Linked DNA regions of Mus musculus: region 2 is linked to region 1. The links are chromatin contacts, called in public Hi-C maps. All regions are on one chromosome and are shown on one strand. Each heading gives the region's core, a stretch centred on a gene start, on an enhancer-like site or on the middle of the called end of the contact. The rest is flanking DNA. Distances are from core to core; before and after follow the strand shown. Region 1 has its middle 130 kb from the start of Mpdz. Region 2 has its middle 6.3 kb from the start of Gm11269.

Region 1 (6,292 bases), core at 1,683-4,182:
GTATTTATTTGGCTGATACCTCTATGATGTGTGTGCACTAGCTGTAAGTAGGAAACCGTGGATCTGTGGGGAACCAATGAAGAGAGGATGGAGACTTTATTTTCAAAGGGCCTCCAAGAATAAATACACAGCCAAGCAGCCCAGGTGAGCAAAATGAATGCTGGCTTCTGATCCATCTAGAGTTTTCTCTGTAAAGTGAAGATGAACGTAAAGTGCGCAGCGTTTAAATCAGTGACATTAAAGACTTACCACTTTACCAATCCTAAAATAGAAAATGACTCTCGGGGACAGTGAAGGAGGCAGCCTTCTGTTTGTGGTATTGTAGCAACGGCTTCTGAGGCACCCCTCACACACATACCGCTGTTGCCCAGGGTGGAAGGCTCCTTCCCTGGGTTGCACAAAACAGGGCATGCAGTTGATCGTGTTTCTGAGTATACAAAGAAGTGCTACTTTCTGGGGACAGTAAAACACATTGCATTTTGCAAACAAAACATCAAGCCAAAGGCATGTCACTGTTCACAAAACACATGGAACTTGTTGGAAGGCAAAGGGAAAGAGATCGTTGGCGTTTTAGTGGAAAGGTAGAAAAGAACTATGATATCATCAGGCAGCATCGGGTTCTCTCCGATCGTTTACACTCTTTAGTGTGTCAGGGTTGGTCTGTGCTTGTGTTGATTTCCGGCCTTCCAATCGAGATTAGTTTTACTTTTCATTCTCATAGGAAAAGCGTGACTCTGTCGTTCAGGTAGAATCGAAAAACAAATAGAAATGCTTTGTGGTTCTTAAATGATCTAGATAGCTGGGCAAAAAGGCCCAGTACTATTGCAAGTATAATTTTAGGTGAAAATTTTGTTCCATGTGAAGCATTAATTTTAATAGAGACTTATATATAAATGCTCATTTGAATAATAATGTAAAATTAAATTTAAATTGTAAATACCGTCCAGTACTAGCTGTTTTCTGGCTCGAATTCTTCAGCACATATGGTGCTAGCATAAGCTTGTGCCTGTCTGCCTACTCTGGGTAATTTTGCATGCAAATAGTTTTAGTGCCTATGTTGAGGTGCTAAAACGTGTTTAGTACACTTGAAAATATTTGCATTGCAAAAGGAGAGTGAATCTCCTGAGGAAAATCGAATTGATATTTTGTATTAAGAGACCACTCTGGGTACCGTGTGGTCTTCTTCTATGAAGAATTCTGTTTACAGTACAGCTAGCATTTTTAATTGACCTTTAGAAGAAAAGGTCTGGCAATAGCTTTGCCAACTTTATAAACCGTTGGGCCATCTTCTGGCAACGTTCTTCACACGAATCAGTGGGGCAGAGAGAGAAGGACGTTATCTAGCGGCTTTTGCTGGACTGTCACTTCTCAAGCCTCAGTTTGGTGGACTGGTAAGAGAACTCTGAAAATTATAAACCCAGTTTCAGCTGGAATGAGCCTAACCAATTAGCTAACTAGCTAACCAACTAGCTCAGGGAAGGCTTGCATGCAGGGGAGCAGCCGTGGTTGCCGGGCGTGAGGCCCCACACAGGGTTCCATTTGCCTCAATCCCATCTGCTGCATTTACGGGAACCAGTTCGTTAAGTCTGAATTGAATCCAAATAAAATGCGTTTCTGACGCAAAGCCGATGACTGGTGCCATTCTCCACTGCATTATGTCAAATTAGAGTTTGTTTGGAAAAGAGGTTACAGAGAGCCTGTGCAAATGTCGCTTGCACGGAACATTGATCGAGTAAGAGTTCTGCACAAATTCAACCGCCACTTGCTATAAACAAATTTGCCCCTCCCTAGTTTGACTCCTATTCACCAAGACTGAATCAAAATATTAGAACCTCTAATGAAGTAATAAATAAAATTCAAGACAGGCTAGTAAAAGGTTGGTGGAACTTCTCTGACAGCCATCTTTTCCACGTTTTTAGAGAATTTCATTTTATTACCTATGCTAGTTGGGGAGGAGTGCGTCCTTATAAAATGAAAGTAGTCCAGTGTCTGCAAAAGAACCAAATGATAAGAGGCACAACGGAGGAAGCCAGCATAGAGGATTTCCCTCCCTGCATCTCTCTCCGTAGAGAAGGGAGGCCATGGGATGCTAATGACTTCTGTTGTTGGAGATGGGCAAGTCTGTTTTACCCCAAGCTCCACCAAGAAAGAACTGCCTACTACAGATTGGATGGAGCTTAGAAAGAACTCCAGGGTGTACTCCGGATATTTGTTCTCTTCATCCCTGTCACTTCCCGTAGTGTCTAAGGTGTAGTAGCATTGTGTACTACTAAATATCAGAGATAGGTAGCAGGCAAGAGACAAAGGGAACTCTTTACAAACACAAGCCAGCTTAGAAGGGCTGTCTTTACTATGGGATGAAACTCCTGGTGGCAATCTATTTCTTTACTTTTTTTTTCCTTTTGGGAAAAAAAAAAAAGAGGCCTCTGCTTTATGTAGGACCTTTGCACATCCATCAACCTATTAAGCAACTAAATAAAGCAGTATATGAACAATAAATCATTTTGAATTTCATGCATGCACAAACCTTTTGATACCAAATTGACAAGAGAAACTTGGGTCTGGAGGAGGCTACAGACACTCCTCCAACAGTGTTGCATGTAAGATTAGGAGTTGTTCTCCACTCCTGTCAACTGCTCATTCTGGGTTCCAAATCTCGGGGCTTCTCTTTCCTCTGGTGATGGTGGAGACTAGGATGCTCAGCATGGAATTGTGTGTGTGTGTGTGTGTGTGTGTGTGTGTGTGTAAGAGCCTGCTAGCACATGTGTGGTTGAGGGGGTGGGGGAGCACGCTGTTCAGGATAAACCCACCACACATTTCTGCCATCACAGACGGTGGGCAAACAGCTGTCTGCACAGCTGAGACCACTGGAGCTGCCTGCCCTGCTCCAGTAACTCGTGAGCACATGGCTGGTCCCTGGATGGCACCATGCCCTGTGCAGCAGAGAGGCCCCAGCTTTCCCGAGGCTGAGCAGGCGGGGACTTTGCCACCAGACACAATAAGCATGTGAAATCAGGTCTCATGAATAATTCATCCTTAGTGTCCTATGAAACAAAGAAATGGTATGTTTGCTGGGAGATAACCATGTTCTGGCATTTGTAAATCTTTCTGGATTTGGAGTTGATCATGTTTCTGGTGTTGGAGAAATGTTTTGTTTTGTTGTGTTTTTAAATTTTTTGAACACACACACACACACACACAAAAAAAGTTGGAAATTCAACATAGTAATTTTACAGTGGAGGTCTTCCATGACATATTGAATGGTTTATACGAGTTTGGCTCATGATTTAGGAATCTGAAAAAGTAAAAAAAAATCTCATTTGGTGAAAAGGGATGTTAAAATCGGTTTGCTGCCATAGACTCCAGCAGGACAGAGAGTTCCCAAGATTCTTTCTTTCCGACAAGGCAAGCAGCCCACTCTGCTGGTACATGCTTCATTGCTGTGAGCTGAAAAAGCTGCTGGGCCCCCAGCATCTCACAGCATTGCAGGGAGAACAGATCTCTCGGTTTCGCCATCAATGTACAAAAACATACTTTGGTGAACCGAACTCCAAATTGTAGTGACACTCATATGCTCACCAGTTTAACACCAGTTAAATTAGTAATAAAAAAATAACCCTTCAAGAAAGAGAAGCTACTCTATTCCTTACTGTAGGTGGACTCAATGCAACGGACCTACAGACACTGGGTAGAGCACATTCATTTGCCTAACGGATGCTTCTAGAGGGTTATGTGAATTAGCTGGGTTCCTGAGCTTATTGTAACTGCTATTTATAATTAGAATCTGAGCATCCGTTTCACTAAGTTTTTAATATCCTCAAGAAAAATAAGCCTGAAGAGTTACTCATCTTGGAAATGACAACCTGGTAAAGCAAATCCCAGTCCTGTTCTCTCACTCCACCAGGCATGATCTCATCTATTTCTGCTGTTCACGTGAGCTCTCTCCACACACCTTCTTGCTTTTCTTTCTTCTTGTGAGTTCACGAGTTCCTTGCATCTCTCCAGCTTTCGGGTTCCCTATAAACCCGAACACAAGTTCTTCTGTGTCACTGACCTCACACAATCTCTTCAGTTTGATAGAGAATGTCAGAGAGAGACCACACGGATTTGGCAGAATGAATGTAAAGAGAAGCAGAAATGGGATAAGGTTCTACCAGTTATGGGCTGGAGTGAAAATACAAATCCTTTTCGCTTTAGGGTGACAAGGTTGGAAGATGAGGTATGATTTGGCAGGTGGTATAACTCCTGGTGGATAAAAGTATATGAGCACCTCGAGATGCACCGTGTGAGTGTGTGTGTGTGTGTGTGTGTGTGTGTGTGTGTGTGTGTGTGTGTGAGAGAGAGAGAGAGAGAGAGAGAGAGAGAGAGCACATATGCAGCTGAAGCAGACCTCAGGCCCTTGGAGCTGGTAGAGAGAACCTGAATGTTGTTGACCTTATGTATTTTCTCGTGGTTACTGGATTCCTCCCAGCCGCTGCTGTGAATTCAGTCACCTATGATTGGTATTCTCTACTTGGACTGTTCATGGTCCCTAACACTGTAAATAAAAGCAGGACAGCTCCCAAACTGCTTGCTCTTTAGAAAAGATAATAGACTTTGGAGAGACAAAAACTTGGTCAGTGTTAGCAGTGACTTGGGACCAGTAAGGATTCATTGGAAATGACGGTGGCTGCCTATAAAGAACAAAACATGAAACAAAAACAAAAACAAAAACAAAAACAAAAAACAAAAGCAGAAAAGCAAACGCAAACAAAGACTGGGTCATTCAAGAAGCGTTGTCATTTCCCTTGATTGCCTGTATGTGGCAACTATCAGCTCCAGCCATTACTGCATCACATACCTTGTTTCAGCATGAGTTTGCAGAAGTTGATTGAGTCCCCTCTTCTGAGCACTGTCTTAGACTCAGCGGATTCCTATATTCTGCTGGGGCAACATCACTGAGACTCGTAACATTTGCTTCCAGTATGGAAAAAAAAATCTTTTGTAGGGATAGTAGGCAAATTGATGTTTCTAATTATGTATATTATGGTATAAACTATTTGAGAACTATAAGGATATATAAGCTATCTAAGGATGTCGGCTACAGTAACAAATGACAGGAAATGACAGGAGAGTGACCAACATCAACACATGTGCAATTGGTACGAAGTCCAATGTTAAGCAGTCAGGATCTTCTGATTAGAGACGTCCGGAGTTAATTCTACCCTTGTCTTTGCTCCATTTGTGCTTCCAGAGACATTCACCCTGTCTGGATTATATATTACATCATCTGCAAAAAGCTGACAAAAGTACAGACCTCAAAAATTATATTAAAAAAAAATCAACAGGATTAGTCCTGGCCCTAGAGTAATAGGGCAGTAAGACTGGAGTAAAATTAGGGTTTGGTCTCCTCTAGAAATTTGGAAGTGGCTCTTCCTTATGTGGAGTGCTCCCCAACCCCTCCAGGAGGAAGGCTAGACAACGTCTTGTTTATGTGGTCCAGGTTAGTCTTGAGTTTGTGGCCATGCTCTTGCTTCAGCCTTCCAAGTGCTGTGATTACAGGCTGGTGCCACTAGCTCTGGCTTCTCAGCATGATTATTAAAACAACAAAACAACAAAACAACAGCAACAACAGCAGCAACAACAACAGCAACAACGACAACAAAAGGGAAGCAAGTTTTTCTTAGGTGAGGCAAGCACCTACTGTCTTTTCTCCTTTCTCAGCAGTGTTTCCTACAAGGAGGGTATAACGGGCACAGGAAGCTCAAGGTTGAGCTCTCACCTCATGTTTCTTAGCTTTGCCTCCTACCATTCATCCCTAGATGCCTGCAAGTGTAAACTCCACATCCGAGCAGAGCCTCCCTTCCACTTCCTGTGTGATTGATATGGAAAATCTGAGCAATTTCCACAACACGGTTATGAGCTATCATACAGGTGCATTTAGTTTTTAATTAATCTTAAAAATGTTTTTAATCATTAGTAGCAGTACCACTAATTGGCACGTAAGCCATTCTTGTACCAGCAGGCAGACTGTAGCTTTGCTTCAGTCCACCCACACCCAATCAGCTGAAAATTGCTCGAATGCTTATCTTATAATTACTGTGCTTAATGCTGTTTGCATTGTTTGGAAGCTTTTGTGATTAATTGATTTTTATTTTATTTTTTTTTTAAACCTCAACCTGTACATGGAACTGCAAGGATTAGTCCTGTGCTGAGTAACATCTTATTTATGTTGAATTGTTTGGACACATATAAGGGAAAAAAAAATAGGGTTTGTTTTCACCTGCCAAACATGGTGCTTCTGTTTGAGCTA
Region 2 (6,292 bases), core at 2,649-5,148, 1.1 Mb after region 1:
TTCTAACCCATTGCTAGACTTAGCTCAAGAGTCTGTAGGACACTGACTCTGTAAACATCAGCAACATCACACATGTATGCTATGATTGGGAAGTCGCTGTTAAAGTTTAGGAAAAAGCAAAATGACATGGGCTAACAGTTCCACACATTTGATAAGAAAGCTCCTGTGAGGGAGAAAGGGAAGTTAGAGGGAAGGAGCCCAGCTGACAAAGGTGGCTGTACTGCGTGCTGAGCTGATTGATTGATTTCTTAATTAATTTATGATGGCTCAACAATAATTACAAGCTACTGTTTGTCAGCCAAATCACTTGCGATGAAGTCAAAGGTTCACATCTGGATGAAGGTTCCAAGGATCAATGCATCAATTAGCTGTGTTGGCTTTTGTCCCACTCCAAAGCTAACATGTGTCATTAATATTCCACCATTTGTATGTATAAACTAATTGATTGAACATTCATGCTACATAAACATGCGGTTTGTATTATGTGGGGTTCCACATAATACATCCTTCATGCCAATATAATGAATAGCCTCAAATAAGAAAATGAATATCATATTGGAAAGTAAAATGGCAACTGAATATTAATTCTTCTATAGAGACTGTGTCAGGTCATGGTGATCACTGTATAACAGAAAATTCTTCAGTTTTATGGAAGAATTTGCTGGAGCAAATTTTAGAGGTGATAGACCTTTGGTGTGCGATTGTCCAACTCTATCAATAAGGAGCTATATGTGATCTCACAAAACAGACACCCCCACTGTTCTCTGCAATGGATGCTAGGACATCAATGATGCTAACCACAGCTGTGTGATCTCCTATTTCATCTGCCCAAAGTCCAGATTGGAAACATGCAAATCTATTTACTTAGAGTAACTTCTGCCAGGTTCACTGTCAGCATCAGCACTGAGTGCTGAGCTTGGTAGGAGACATTGAAGCACCTGGGAAGGCAAAGTAGATTCTAGTTCCCTATCAGCACAGCTCTCTAGGCTCTGCTGGGGAAGGCGGGGCAGTGCCTCTGATGTCATCTGTGACAGGGTTGCGGTGGGAGTAGAGACATCTATCCACCGGTGACTTTCCTCCCATGTTTCCCCACCACTGTTACACAGTTAAATACACAAAAGCTTCTGGGGATGATGTGTAGAGAAATATTATTGATCACCAAGTAACTAGTCATCTTATGTGGTGGGCTAGTGTGGCAAAGAAGAACCTACTAGAAATTTCAGAGGCTTCTAGAATACTCCAGTTTGTTTCATGAGAGCCAGGTGGAAAAGGAGTCCCTGGGAAACAGGGGTGAGCAGGCGACTTCCCAGTGAGCTAAATTTGGGGCTGAGGTATTTATAGCCAGCACACTGAGTGCAGGCATAAGCAGCAGGACTCCAAGTTTTTATCACACCCGAGAGAACCTTGCTGAAGCAGGACTGAGCCCAAAGACAGTCTCTTCACAGTAAGGATCCCTTTCTTAGGCTTGTTTAGAAGTAGTGCTCAGCAAATGCTTGCCCTCCCTCCCTCTCCCTCTCTTCCCATCTCCCTCTCTTCCCCCTCTCTCTCCCCCTCCCTCCCCCCCTCCACCCCATTGTGCTTCATCTTAGGTTTTTGGTATTCCTAACTCATTCTTCTGACCCCTCAGCACAATATTGTTAAAATGCCAGTCTGTAACAGAGGTCTTTCCATAAAGGTACAAACATGGAAAATAACCCAACATTTAGAATAAAAAGACCCCCCTCTTTGTGTGCGTGGGTCCGTGCATGGGGGGGAGGTAGGCAGAGGGGAACACATGTTTTTGAAACAGTCTCTTGCTGGTACTTGGAACTCTCACCAAGTAGCCTACATGGGCTTCCCAGCTTCCCCAGGTAACCTCCTATCTCAGGCTTCCAGCTCCAGGATTGCAAGAACATGGCACCATGCCTGGATCTGTATGTGGATTCTGAGACTCAAACTCAAGTCTTGCACTTAATAGGCACAAGGCAACCCCTGGATATTCTCCCTAGCTCAGAAGAAAAATGTTATTAAGTTAATGCTATTCAAGCAGAAATAAGAGGCTAAAAATAAAATAAAAAAACAAAAACAAACAAACAAAACACACTAACTCTATAGCCATAAACACAACATCTGATGTGTTTAAACACATTAGGCTCTCCTAGACTCTGAAATGTCCCAGTTATCATGAAGATGGTGGCATGAAAACACAGGAGTGAAGTGTGCTCTAGGCGTGATTTGTCCATCTTCAGCCTTCCTCAGCACTGTATCTCCTAAGGGGACACGGAATTGGCTGCTTTTGCTTCTGGGTATCTTCTCGCTCTTTCCTTCAGTTTTCAAACTCTTAATTTCATTAAAACCCCAACATACTTGGAACACATGTAGGTTTCATTTCTGAGTAGGCCACCTGGGTGGTCTCAGGCTACAGCCTGGCAGCCCTTCATAATCCATCAGCTCAGACACTGAGCGCTCAGCAGGACCCCACCAGCAGAGGAGGTGAGAACTGTTGTGATGAAACTTAGCTTCGATTTATTAGGATCCCTTCGTGTGCAATGCTGTTAACGGTGATAAAGAATTCCTGCTCCCTATTCCCTTAGGATTTGTAAGTTTGTGTCCCAACAAGTTTGTGCAAGCAAGCAAGACAAACCTTAACACAGAACCAATGTCGTATACTACTAACATGTGGTCATTCACATTGAACAATCATACATGCATGTCACATAGAACATAGAAACACACTAAGTTGTGTTGGTCATTCATCTCAAACCGTTGCTGGTGATGTTGTTATTTCTAACAATTCTAAAATTAGTCTGGAGAGATGTCTTAGAGCAGGTTCTCAACCTGTGGGTGAAGATCCCTCTAGCAATCCTCTATCTCCAAAAATATTTACATTATGATTCATAACAGTAGCAAAATTACAGTGATGAAATAATAACTAAATAATTTTATGGGTGGGGGTCATCACAACTGTATTAAGAGTCATAGAATTAGGAAGGTTGAGGACCACCGGCATAGAGGTTAAGAGCACTCGCTGATCTTGCAGAGGGCCTGCAGTTACCAGCATCTATATGGTAGCTCACAGCCATCAATAACTCCAGTTCCAGGAGATCCAATGGACTCCTTCTTTTGATCTCCTTGGACAGTAGGCACTCACATGCCACGCAGACATACATGTAGGAAAAAAAAATGTGTACCTAAAGTGAAATAAAATATTGGAAAAATTATTTACAGTATCATGTGCCCTCTAGTTCTCTAGTTTGTAACAAGCCAAATCCTCCGTGTTAATGCACACTGAGCACAAGCTGGAATGGTAACCCACAGAAGAGTAAAGCTTTTCATAGTGATGCCAATGAGCGCAAGGTTGCATTCTGGGAAATTTTTTTCCTTCTTCTTGTCTTATTAAACACACAAAAGGCAGCACAGGCTCTGCTATTTCACAGGGTGTTGGTGATTTAGCCTTGTGGTCTGAAGAACTCATCTTTTGAATTCTGGTCACAGAATCTGCAAAGGATGCTACATGATGCTTTAGACACCAGGAGTTTTTCCATTGTCTGGTGAAAACGTACCCCTCTACACACTCCAGATTATGGGCAAAAGCCTGAGAGCATCCCTTTACCTACTCTGGTGGAACAGCAGCAGCTAGGGTGTGTATGTTGGGTTTCCTTTTTCTTGAAGCTTTTAGCGTGTTTACTGAGCATCACCTCACCTCAGCTTCACTAGAGCGAGCGCTGCGAGGTGCTAGTAGACACCAGACCTAAAAAGCACCAACACTTCACCTGGCAGTGGATTTCCAGAAATTTCCTCCAGATGGCTTGTGACTATAGCGAGCCTAATTGTCTCGAGGGAAGAAGAATGGAATCACACTTCCATCGAATCCCTTATCCTCCCTGTCCACAGGCAGCCCCTGAACAAGTGAGCATGCTCACCTGCTCCGCTCAACACGAGGGGCGGAGCCTCAAAAAAAGGCTAGAAGTGAAGTGGGAGCTGGCCAGATACACGCAAGACAAATGCCCCATCGTGTTCGCAGAAAATGAATCATATGGATGATTATGGAGCCCAGGTCATAACAGATGAGGTAGCCTTAAACCAGGTTCTGGGGGAGGGAGGGTTGGGGTTGGGAAATAATTCTCAGTGCTTGGGATTTTTAAACTGCGTCTCAGTCCCACCTCCCTCGAAGTGGAGTGCTCTCTACCAAGTTGAGTGGCCTCATCTGTAGCGTGGGGCTGGTAATGCCTGTTTTATTGTGCTGTGCTGAGCCTGAATGAGATGATTTATATAAATTGCTTCCCCAAGTACCTGGCAGACACCTGGCAAATAAGAGCCCCTCAAAAAAAAAAAAAAGTTGCTTTTTTAGCCTTAAAATCATAGCAGTCAGTGTTTAAAATTAAAATTAAGCTAATATGTAACATTAGCCAATAGACTATGTTAAGTATTCAAAGATGCTTTAGAAGGCAGTGCTTTTAAGAAATCTGCAACTATCTGAAATGGAAAACAGTAAATTTTTATAGCTCACTGGAAGTAACACAATTTACACACACACACAAATGTTTACCCACCATGATCCTAAAAGCCAGCTTGAAAATGTTACGGTTCCATTAGCTAACCCATCCTGTGAGCACCTACTAAGCGCTTGGACCTGAGCCTGACTAAGCAGAGTTTGTGTTAACCCCCTTGGGTGTGTGTCCTGAACCCCGCATTCACCGGGTGCCTAGCTGCCTCTGTCTCATTCATCCTCACGACAGGTTGGAGAGACAAGTAATGAGAATGATTATCTGCACTTTACAGCTGGCTCTAGCAGCCTCGGGATGAGCAAATTCATTTGCCAGAGGTCACAGAATCTACATTTCCCAGGATTCAGCCCCGTGCTCATAAACATATCCATTATGTACAAACTTGGAACGGGAACGCTCTGTGTGAGGAAAAACAGCGACTCTCGGAACAAAGTCATTTTAGGAAGACGTACAATGTTAAGATTTATTTTAGAACTGTGAGAAACAAAAATGGTCATTAAGGCTGCCCAGTACGAGATACATACACTAAACGTGTCCTGTGGTGTGTAGGACTCAGTGTCAGTTGACATAATAATAATGACCATAACCACACTCACAGAGCCCTTTCTAGTCTTCTGACTCTGTCAAGCATTGCAATTTAAACAACTTACAGGTGATGAGCACACAGAGTAGCTGTGTCTGCCCCTTAGCACGGCTCCTTGTTTTTACAATTACAGTTTCTCTGACTATTTTACACATTGAAATGTGACAAAGGAATACCAGTCTTTCTTCCTGCCATGGTGTATTTTCCTGTAGCTGAGTCCGAGAGCTCAGCCCTTTAAGAGACTATATATTTACAATATCACAAGATTTCAGGAAATAGAAAAATGCCTTTTGTGACTGACACCACTCAGCCATGTTAGTGAAATACGCCACAGTCTCAGTGACACTGAAACATCAGATAGCTGTCTGTTGACCAGCCCCTAAACTGGAAAATCAACACCAGCTTTCCCATAGATGGAAGTGATAGCACCCTTGAGAACACAATGCTTTGCTTCCAAAAAGAAAAAAGAGAGAGCTGCAGAGGAGAATAGGCCCTTGTGTTTCCTTCCCCTCTGGCTAAATTAATACCATCTAATCACTGCTTATTAAGATAGGATCCAAAGTTTATTTGTAGCAGTGCTGTGCGAGTGTGTAAGTGAACAGCACAAACACGGTCCCCTTTAGACAGGGTATCTTAGAATATCTACTGATAGGCTGCACCACATCCTCTGTACAGTGCCCTGGTACCTAAAGATGGCTTCACATATGGAAAACACTGTTATAAATGACACTATGTCGCTAAAGAATAAAGGGATGGAAGACATAGAGAAAAGGCGTATGCCAAGGGCGATGGCCTTGAGATATTTCAAAATCAGTGCATTATTTAGAGTGTGAAACCGTTGTTCTGCAAACACAATCCCCCCTCAGCGCTGTGGTGGCTACTCTGCTCAAAACTGGCTTTTAGAACAGTTATGATTGACCATTACTCAAGAGGACATGACTTAGAGGTGATGTCCATGTTAGTAGTCACCCATGAGTCTAGGGAAGAATATCAGAAAGATATGTGGCTGCCCTTAGGGAGTGGCAAGCCTGGGACTGTGACTCTCCTATGTCACCCAACATTCAAGGAAAGAGAATCCCTTCAGAAGCACATTGATAGGACAGATATCCTCCTTTAACATGGTGACATGGGGTTTGATTCCAATGAAGGTAAATAGGCTTGTTGTGCCTGCGTCTGGAACAGAGCCTGGCATACAGTGTGGGCCTAATAATGTTGAACAAGA

The links. A called contact is a pair of places that touch in the nucleus more often than the background predicts.
Region 2: a Hi-C map of cerebellum shows a contact between it and region 1, with 5 times the contacts expected there. The contact joins two enhancer-like sites. A contact is called at or near these places in 5 of 39 promoter capture datasets (cranial neural crest, frontonasal cranial neural crest, hippocampal neurons and 2 more), 4 of 484 Hi-C or Micro-C datasets (cardiomyocytes, cerebellar granule neurons and cerebellum) and 2 of 115 datasets of contacts at active chromatin or transcription factors (astrocytes and cardiomyocytes).

What each region holds. Positions count from the first base shown.
Region 1 is chr4:81,565,214-81,571,505 of GRCm38.p6, forward strand. No RefSeq gene overlaps it. Among named protein-coding and RNA genes, the nearest start is that of Mpdz, 130 kb to the left of the region's middle. Within about 2 kb of position 2,933, at least 35 of the 459 cell types and tissues checked have an H3K27ac peak or open chromatin away from gene starts, as enhancers often do. A contact at or near this core is called in cerebellar granule neurons and cerebellum, where this site is marked.
Region 2 is chr4:82,694,938-82,701,229 of GRCm38.p6, forward strand. No RefSeq gene overlaps it. Among named protein-coding and RNA genes, the nearest start is that of Gm11269, 6.3 kb to the left of the region's middle. Within about 2 kb of position 3,899, at least 5 of the 459 cell types and tissues checked have an H3K27ac peak or open chromatin away from gene starts, as enhancers often do. A contact at or near this core is called in cerebellar granule neurons and cerebellum, where this site is marked.